2 separate regions of the Mus musculus genome follow, and region 1 is linked to region 2. The links are chromatin contacts, called in public Hi-C maps. All regions are on one chromosome and are shown on one strand. The core of a region is the stretch at or near the end of the contact, and the rest is flanking DNA. Distances in the headings are between cores, read along the strand shown. Region 1 overlaps Samd12 (sterile alpha motif domain containing 12). Region 2 overlaps Ext1 (exostosin glycosyltransferase 1).

Region 1 (5,286 bases), core at 1,024-3,523, 430 kb after region 2:
AAGAGGAGGAGGGCCGATTTTTAAGAGCCAGAGGTAGGGGATGACTGCAAGGAAACTGTATATTTCAGATGCAACAGGACTGATGCACGAACTCACACCACAAAACTCACAGAAACTGTGGAACAGTGCCTCTTGGTAGGCCCCTTGTCCAGGAGTAGTTGGCCAACACAAAAGGACATCAATGGTATCTTTTGTGACTCTTTGTTTTATTTAGTTTTCTTTGCCATTTTTTTGTCTTACTGCTTTTTTGCTTGTTTGTTTTGATTTTCCTTTTATGGTTTTGCTTTTTTTTTGGTGTGTGTTTCTTGTTACTTTGTTTTTGAAAGATACAGGAACAAAAAGAACACAAAGTTGGCTGGGTGGGGAGAGGAAGAGGAACTGGGGAAGGGAGAAACATGATCTACATATACTGCATCAAAAATTTTTCAATAAAATTCTTTTTAGGGGAGAGACTGTTTTTAGTAGTGGTAGCAAGAGAGGCAAAACTTTAGTAAAATTATTGATACTTATTGTAGAATAATGACCAGGATGTTTAAAAAACTCCTCTGAGCTGTCTGTCCTCAAATGTATTTGTATTTTTTTCAGCAAGACTATATTTTTTCATAATGCCTTTGTAGTAACTTCTTTTGAGGTTACAGATCCAGCAAATAATCTAAATAAGAATTCTGGAATTAGAAGCCACAGGTTCACTGTATAGCCATCTAAAATGGAATAGAAATGTAGAAAATGAATGAAGTGACTTTCAAATTGTGTTTCTCAAATTATCAGCAGCACCAGCTATACCATACCTTTCTCCTGCTTATCCCGGATATTTGTCATATTTACTTTGTGAATTTCCACAAGGTAGGACGGTCTTTTTTTAATAGCTAAATGTTTATTTGGATGAACATTTTTATTTTGTAGCACATTGGGATGGAAACATCACTCCTTTGGGGTTTTCTTGGGGGAGTTAAGGAGTCACAAAACACATTTTGTAGAGACTTGTACTATTCATGGTTTATAAAACACTCTTTCTTAGCAATCTCTTCAACATCTCTTTAGCCAAGTCCTAGGTTGCATACTTGACTTTATGACTCAGAATGCAGCAGTGACCTACACCCTGAATCACAACAGAACATAACCCATAGCAAATGAACAGACAAACAAAACAAAACCAGAAACAAACAAACAAACAAACAAAAAACAAGTGTGAGGAAGTGATAAGATAAACTACCGAAACCACGAGGATGCTAAGGGATTATTACATCAGTTGAAGATAACTACTGGGTAAGTTAAGGTCATAGAAGTTTCAAGCTTAAAACACATTGAGCAAGGATAAGCTTTTGTTTGATAAGAAGGCCTGGTGATTCAGGGTTGGAATTCAGGAATTCAGACTGGAGGGATGAAAGAAAGGACTAAAACTATTTTTTTAAAGTCATCTAAGTGGATCAGCTTTTGTGTAAGTCATTTCACTGAACTTTAAGGAGAAGTTCTGTGATGAGATAACTGATCAAGGTAGCTGCTTAGGCAATTGTCTTGAGAGATGTTTATCTCTCACTGAGAGTTTATCTGTCACTCAGAGTAAAGGAGACCAGCTGGTCTTTGGATGAATCTTGAGAGATCAAATGATGGATGTTTTCAAACAGGTTGTTAGTGTATAGCCTTGAAGGAATGGAGTAGGCTTGTCCAAATCAGCAAACATTCAGGGCTCCTACTCTTTGCAACCAGCCGTGATAGGCAATGTAGACAACCCAGATGCATGACTGAGAAAACCTGCTCTCGTTAATTTGTTCTACAGAAACAGCATCATAAAAATGAATCATAAAATGCATCATAAAAAAGGTAGGGGCAGCTGACTTTCAAAATTTACAAAAAAGGAGAAAAAACAAAACAACAACAACAAAAAACAAGGACTAGATCCATGATCCCCAACAGTTTTGTGCCCAACATTGTGGTAGCATTTTACACGAGCTATTTAGTTTCCTCAACAACCAACAATCCACTTAGTGCTTATGGAATTACAGGATGATGCTTCACTTAATAAACTTTCCCCATTGTACAGAACACGTATTCTATTTCTTGGATTACATTTGAGGAAGTGATTTGCAAATCATTAAGTCAGCCTCTTTTTAAGGGCATTACATGGCATAAAGCTATGGTCCCCTTGGAAGTAGCAGGGTAGTTATAGAAAAATGCAAAGGAAAATAAAATAAGAAAAGTTAGCTACTAGTGACACAAGCAAAAACGCAAATAGTTAAGTGATGACTCATGGCATGTAACACTGGAAGTTTTCTGGAAATGATGCTTTCTAAGGGGAGACAGAAAAGTACACAAGAATGAATACATGTTCTGTCTGCATTCCTAATGATGATGCTGTTTGGTACATTATGAGAGATCATAAAATTACTATAAGAAATAGCTTAAATAATAAATGCCTGAGCATCTATTACTAGCTTAGCAAACTGAAAATTCAACAGGAGCATGGCCCCTCACGATGCTACTCCTAAATGGAAATAAGATTTGGAACAGTGTTAGTTTTTGACAGTTACATATGTACTTCAAAAAATAGGAACACACTTTCATTGATAAACTTTAGTACATTTCAATAAAATTGAATGATAAAATGCATATGTGTTTTGTGGTTGGCTTTTGGCTTATGCCTTTGGTCATGTGATACAGTCATTTTTTTTTTTTTTTGTCTAGTTGCATTGGAAGATATTTTATAAAGACATCACAGTTGATGTACAAATAAAAAAAGTTAATTGGGTAATTTCCAATTTTCTACTATTAAAATAAAAGCTACCACAAATGTTCTTATGCCTATGTTCTGGTATGCAAATTATTCTCTAGCTCATATTTCTCTAGGCTGAAACCTCTATAAGTTGGATGAGTCGATGTGGGGAAATCCTGATTCTATTTCTAATTTTAAAGAGATTTTTAATCATTCTTCATCAAGTATGACTTCATCTTTCACCTTTCTTTGTATCAAGTTTATTCTGTTGCTATGATAAAACATCTAGCCAAAACCAACAAGGAGACAGAAGGGTTTGTTTGAGTTACATTTCCAAATCACAGTCCATCACTATGGGAGGCCATGGCACAAAATCAAGTATTTCAGTTAGAGTTACTACTGTTGTGATGAAACAACTTGACCGATGCAACTTGGGGAGGAAAAGGTTTAGTTGGCTTAAGTTTCCACACTGCTCATCACTGAAGAAAGTCTGGACAAGAACTCAACCAAGGCATGAAACAGGAGGAAGAAACTAACGCTGAGGTCATGGAGCAGTGCTGCTTCCTGACTCGCTCCTCTTTTGGAACCCAGGATCAACAGCAGTTTAGGCATAGCACCACTGATAATGGGCTGGGCCTTCTCCTTTCAGTTAGTAACTAACAAAATGCCCTATATGCTTCCCTATGGGTAGATCTTAGGGAAGCATTTTCTCAACCGAGGTTCCCTCCTCTCAGATGAGTATAGGTAGTATCAAGTTGACAAAAAACCTATCCAACCCATTGAGGCAGGAAGCTGGAGGCTAGAACCATGGAAATGTTGCTTACTGGTTGGCTCTCTGGCCCATGTTCTGTTAGCTTTCTTATACAGCCCAGCTCCCTTGCCTAGGGATGGTGCCGCCCACATTAGGCTGGTTCCTCCTTCATCCATAATCAATCAAGACAAGCTCTCACAGACATGCCTGCAGGTCAATCTGACGGAAGAAATACTTCAGTTGAAGTTCTCTCTTCTTAAGTGACTCATCTAACCAGGACACCAGATTGCTATATTAAGAGAATTCCATTCCATTCCATTATTAAGAATTAACTTTTTCGAGACAGGGTTAAGAAGTCTTAAAATAAGGAATATTTGTAGAATTTTACTGAATGAGTGTTTGGTATCTATGGAGATGATATGTTTTTCCTTTTATGACGTTGTACAGTGACTTGTATTAGTTTCTTAATTCTGAACTTACTTTGTCTCCAGGGTTCACTCTAAATCTACAATGTCTAATTTTAAAATTTTCTTTTGGTGATGGTATATGTTTTTCATTAAAAACATTTCTTTCTTCATGTGTGCATCTGCACATATTTGTGTGGCTGTAGGCTCCCCTGGCCCAGGATGTGGTCCTATTCGTGAGAGCTGGAGTCACGAGCATGTCTGATACTTGGCTTGCTATATAGGTGCTGGGCACACACAGCAGCCCCCACAGCTGCACAGCAAGCCCTATGTGGTGAGTTATCTCTCCAGCATCAATTTGATTTTATTATACTATGTCAAATTTTGGACCCAAGATTGATACTGCTTTTATAGAATTAATTTGGGAATATCCTTTTGTCTTTTCTTGTCTAAGAGAACTGATATATTTTTGACATGAATAACTGGAAGAACTTTCATATACAACCATTCAGTTTAGTACTTTCCAGTGGGGAATAGTTTATCAACAGTTTTCTTTCTTCAATTCTTATGGGCTCATTTGGGTTTCCTTGATTTTCTTAAATTAGTTTTGATGATCTGTATATGGTTGTGTATTGTTTGTTCATCTAAAATTTCAAATTATTTGCATGGAGTAGTTTAAACAACTGCTTTTAAAATCTGATAACTTCTCATTCATATATAACTATAGACACTTTTATATCTTTTGTGTTATTTGTAAATTTCATCTCTTTTTGACATTTAGCCAATATGTTATTGTAACTGATCAACTTTTTGCCTTTTCTACTTTTGTGTACTTTTTAAATAAATGTTTATTATTCCCACTTATTACTTGTGAGATTAATATGCTGTTACTTTATAAAAGTGTCCACAGATGAGCAATTCATATATTTTTAAACATAAACATTAAAGGGTATAAATGTCTCCTTAAATATTACTTTAGCTTTATGTTTTATGCATTTTGTTAAATAGAATTTATACATAGTCAGTTCAGTCCCATTTTCATAAATATGAGGGTTTTTTGCACCCTAAGAATATTATGTTTTTATATGTTTGTAATTGTTTTCATAATGAATTTGTTTGTATTTTGCATGATATAATTGATTCTTTAAAATTTGGTGAACTTGCTTCATATTCTAGAATATGATAAATTTGCATATACTTTTTGTCTTCTTCAAAATGACATCTACTCTCCAGCTGTTAACAGTGTTCTGTGTATATTTTCAAGGCTAAGTTACTCAACATGCCCATCATTTTTACTCTATGTATCCTACCAAAAGCCACACAAAATTTTTTTCTATATAATGTGAAACTCCATATATCTTATTGCACATCTGTCAATTTGTCTTTCACATCTAAAGGCATGAATACTCAGTACACATTAA
Region 2 (4,718 bases), core at 1,251-3,750:
GGCTTGAATGTCAAATGTCTCACAACAGGCCCAGTTTCATTCCACCATCCCCTAATTGCTCCTTGTGGATCAGATGCAAGCTCTCAGCTACTGTGCAATCTTTGTCTGCCTGCTGCCATATTCAATGCCATGATGGTCATGAGTTCGCCCTATAAAACTGTAGGCAAGTCCTTATGGTGTCTATTCATAGAAAGGTAACTGAAAGAAATATTTTCCATTGCAACTTTTAAGCACGCTCAGCCCATGAACCTTTTTCTCTTTTAGATTCTATGGTTGAGGAATTCATGAAATACTGAGTTGTTTCAAGAGAACGGATGATGATGACCTTAGTTGGGCCAGTTACTGGCTTCACTTGGGGCATTTCCTGCTTTGGAATTCTTTAACTCGGTCTCCTGTGATGCTCTCTTGCTTCACTGAACCTGAGCATATATTCATGTGTCCTTAAAAAAAAAACACTTCTGATGATACTGTCACATTCAGACAGACACTATCCAAAGGCAGTTGCTTTATCTGCCCAAGATTGAACCTAATTGATAAGATTTAAAATCTCAAGCGGGACAGTGAAGGCATATGCCTTTAATCCCAGCAGTGAGGCAGAGGCAGGCTGATCTCCATGAGTTCAAAGCCAGCTGGTCTATAGAACTAGTTCCAGGACAACCAAAACGAAACAGAGAAACCCTTTCTTGAAGAAACAAACAAACAAACAAACAAACAAACAAACAAAAAAGGCTGTAAAATCTCTTAAAGTCATCCCCATCACCAGAGAAAACTAGAATCATCACTCCAGTGTGACATAGCCAGACCCTGTGGAATTCTCTCCCCAAACCAACACTTTATTAATGAAAAAAAAAAAAAAACCCAACAGTTTGATTTAAACTTTCTTGAGTAGTGCCAAATGCATAAGACAGAGGGATGGTGTGTGTGTGTGTGTGTGTGTGTGTGTGTGTGTGCGCGCGTACAAGGTCTGAGAAAATCTCCCCAGCCTTCGGTGACTGGCATCTATGTCATGGCTTGTCTCATTATACAGGTTTCTATCTCTGCCTATGAGAACTCAACTCTAGAAGCTCCTTCCTGGAAGGGAAAAAGACAATCTCCTGAAGCAGAAATACTTTCAAATCATCCATCTCCTAAGAAACTTTGTCTAAAACCATGGCCCTCTACTTTCCGAAGTCTGTGACCCTTTAATATAGTTCCTTATGTTGTGGTGACCCTAAACATAAAGTTATTTCATTGCTACTTCATAACTGTAATTTTGCTACTGTTGTAAATTATAATGCAAGTATATTATATGTGACCTCCGAAGGGTTTGAGGCCCACAGGTTGAGAAACACTGGTCTAGACTATGGAAAAAACACTTCTGATACAACAATAAGAGAATCCAATGTAAACATGGGCTAACAATTTGAACTGATATTTTTCCCAAAGAAAATGAATAAAGCACCAAGAAGAACACAGGAAGATACTGAGTATCGTTAGTCATTGAAGGAACGGAAATCAACCCAAAACACAAGGAGGTGCCACTTGCTCCCTGCAGGACAGTGTATGATCTAAGAGGACACATGAGAACAAGCACAGATAGAAACATGGAAAACAAGAAAAACAAGAGCTCTTCCTTGGGGGCTACAATGAGAGGAAAATGGTAAGGCTGTTTTGGGGACAATCTGGCAGTTCCTTCTCAAACTAAAAATGGACTTTTCATATGACCCAGCACTGTACTTAGGCATTTATCCCAGAGAAATGAAGGCATTTTTACATAGGAGAACTGTCCACAAATGTATACACTGGATACCCTTCCAAGTATGAATGAGGCAAGATTGTGGTATACACATAGCCTAGATCACTTCTCAGATGAATAAAACATAATGAAGTAAAAGAACACGGATCAAACTACTTAAGTACACAAGGACCTCGAGGATGCTAATGCCGAGTCCAAAGCCACCCTCTAAAGGGTACACACTACATTGCTCCATTTTCATAACACTTGTGACAGCATATAACGACGGGGCCGGAGAACGGAGTAGTCGCTACCATTGGTTAGAGGTGGGGGAGACAGACTTTATAGGTCAAGTGGGGAGACAATCTTCTAAAGTAGACCAGTTCATCTTATTAAGTCAGGAGATGTAAGACATGCTATAATCACATACAACTTAAAACACACACACACACACACACACACACACACACACAGTGAGACAGGAGAGGTATCAACTGCTTTCAGAGAATTTGCAGCTTCAGCTGGTAAACCAGTTGTCTCCCCTTTGTGGCATTACAGTCCACACTCCAGAGGTAATGATGCAGGAGATAGAAGAGCCTTTCTAAGTGGCTCCACAGAAAATGTGCAATAAAAACGACATGACCCTGACTTTAACCTGGAAGCCAGTACCATGCAATAGGTATAATAGTTTTCTTCCTAGAGTTGTACTGAATAAGGTACAGAATATAACCCCATTTCAGATATGCTATGGAATGTTATTTGAAGTCTTCCCTCACCACATAAGATGACTCACTAATAGTGAGTCAGTGTGACTAGGCAAGGGAGACAGAGTGGTTCATACCATTCCACCAAGTGTTGTCCCTGCCACTTGTATCACCTGTGGTACCAGGGAACTGCACAGATCTCAGGATCACCCAGGCCTGCTGAATCCAGAACTCTTGGGAAAGAGCCTTGGATTCTATGTGAGTCCATTGTAATGCCCAGTACATTTTGTGCAGCAGGGAACTGGTAGCTAAAAACTTAGTAAACAAGAGCTCAGTGGTCAAGCAGCCAAACCTGGGTTCACAGTCTATGCTTACCATCCACAAACTGGGCAATCTTGGGAAATACTAATTTGTCTGGGCTTAGTTTCCTGGTTCATCCAAAGGGGTTGATCCTTCTACTGACCTGACCAAATGATACATTCTTTTCTTTTTCTTTTTAATTTCTTTTCTCCCTAGACAGGGTTTCTCTGTGTAGCCCTGGCTGTCCTGGAACTCACTTTGTAGACCAGGCTGGCCTTGAACTCAGAAATCCGCCTGCCTCTGTCTCCCGAGTACTGGGATTAAAGGTGTGCACCACCACGCCCGGCTTCCAAACGATACATTTTAATTAAAGTACAGCACCTTATGAGCATTTCTGCAAAAGATAGCTGTAATCACTTCAGCTGAAGGGAGCCAGCAGATTATCAGAAACACAGGCAGCTGTCAATGAGGAGACCTGGGCTGAAGAATCTGGAGTGTGGCTCTCCTGCGAGACCCCCATGCACATCTCTTAGCTTCTGTCAGTCTCAAAGCTGTGAAGCTCAAATGAAATTATGTACATGCAGTATAATCAGGAAAGTAGTATGCAATTGCAGGTTATTATGGCAAATTATATCAGAAGGAATGGAATAAACATTTTTTAAAAACTACCAACAATGAAAAAAACAAAAAAACAGTTTTGCAAAGACAGCCAAGAGACAAACGAGGAGCAGACCCGTTAAAAGAAAATGAAAGCAGAAGCCGCAGCTCCCCACACAGCAGCAGTGTGTAGTTTAAAAGCTTTCTCCTCATCAGAAGCTGTACAAGGAAGGAAGCCGCTGCTGTGGCTTGCTGTCTTCCCAGGGTTCCCACAGATCCTCTCTCACAAGCACGTTGGCCAAATGATCCTGCTTTTTCGCTAGCCACAGTGGACAGGCAAGAAGCCAGCAATGAGCCTCTAATCTTCAGACTCACACAATTCCAGGCTGCCTGAGGTGATAGTTTGTCTCGAGTATTTACTTATGAACTGGGTGAACATCACAGCTGCTCTTTTTCTGCCAGCCCCGTCCCTTCTAAGTAATGATTCTTCTCTGTTTATACCCAGATTTGAGTCACATCTCTTATGAAAAAAAATCAGAAAGCTAATACTTGGGGTGGCTGAAGTTCCAGAGTGCCCTGTGATGAGGAAAAGGAAATACAGACTAGTGCATCTCTGTTCTTGGATGAGTGTGTGAGTGCGTGTGTGCCATCCACATGTTAGGTCCGTCTTAAGAAGATCGTGGTCCAGTGAAAACACTGTGAAGTTGTCAGATGTTCATATGGAAGCGGGGGGGGGGGGGCAGGGAAGATAAGGCATGGGTGGCTACAGAAGGCATTGGTGAGGAAGATGAGAACAGGGATGTGTATCTCGAAGATTTCCAGGACTCTTTGCTAAGCACTGATGACGGAGCAAGAGCTACAAACACTGGAAGATGGGCATTTCTAGGCTAATGGTAGTCCATCAGGATCAAAGGGTCCATGGGGAGGGAAAACACCCAATTTGGAGTGGGTCAGGAATGGTTAAAGAGCTCAGGGCAGGGGGAGGGGGTTAAGGAGATGATAAGCTTGCTACCTCCTGGAGCTCAGACATTATTCCATGAGAGTGAATCTGAGTCACTGAAGAACTCAAGCGAAAGAATGACAGGATCCCAGAAGTATCCCACCAACCATACAGCTCAACTTCATGGGCAGAGGTGAAATGCTGAAAATGTAAGAAGGCCCCAACTCTTTTCTTTAAACAATGCTGCTTCTGGTCAGCCCACATGGCGTCATATGTCTGAAGACATACAATTCTCATTAAGAAAATTAGTGAGCAGTTCATCTCTGACCTCTTCAACGTGCAACTGCCCTTTGTAGGACTCTCTCCTCAAAACTTCCCTCCAGGTGACTTGTGTGTGTGTGTGGGGGGGGGGGGCATCCTCTGTTGTTTTCTAAGCCTGTTTCCGATACCCTTTCCTAAGTCC

The links. A called contact is a pair of places that touch in the nucleus more often than the background predicts.
Region 1: a contact with region 2 is called in a Hi-C map of embryonic fibroblasts, with 3 times the contacts expected there. The contact joins two enhancer-like sites.

The regions. Positions count from the first base shown.
Region 1 is chr15:53,539,993-53,545,278 of GRCm38.p6, forward strand. The region is part of intron 4 of Samd12 (sterile alpha motif domain containing 12); the gene reads right to left. Among named protein-coding and RNA genes, the nearest start is that of Gm23200, 71 kb to the right of the region's middle. Within about 2 kb of position 2,274, at least 24 of the 459 cell types and tissues checked have an H3K27ac peak or open chromatin away from gene starts, as enhancers often do. A contact at or near this core is called in embryonic fibroblasts, where this site is marked.
Region 2 is chr15:53,110,406-53,115,123 of GRCm38.p6, forward strand. All of the region lies in intron 1 of Ext1 (exostosin glycosyltransferase 1), which reads right to left. Among named protein-coding and RNA genes, the nearest start is that of Gm41323, 180 kb to the left of the region's middle. Within about 2 kb of position 2,501, at least 114 of the 459 cell types and tissues checked have an H3K27ac peak or open chromatin away from gene starts, as enhancers often do. A contact at or near this core is called in embryonic fibroblasts, where this site is marked.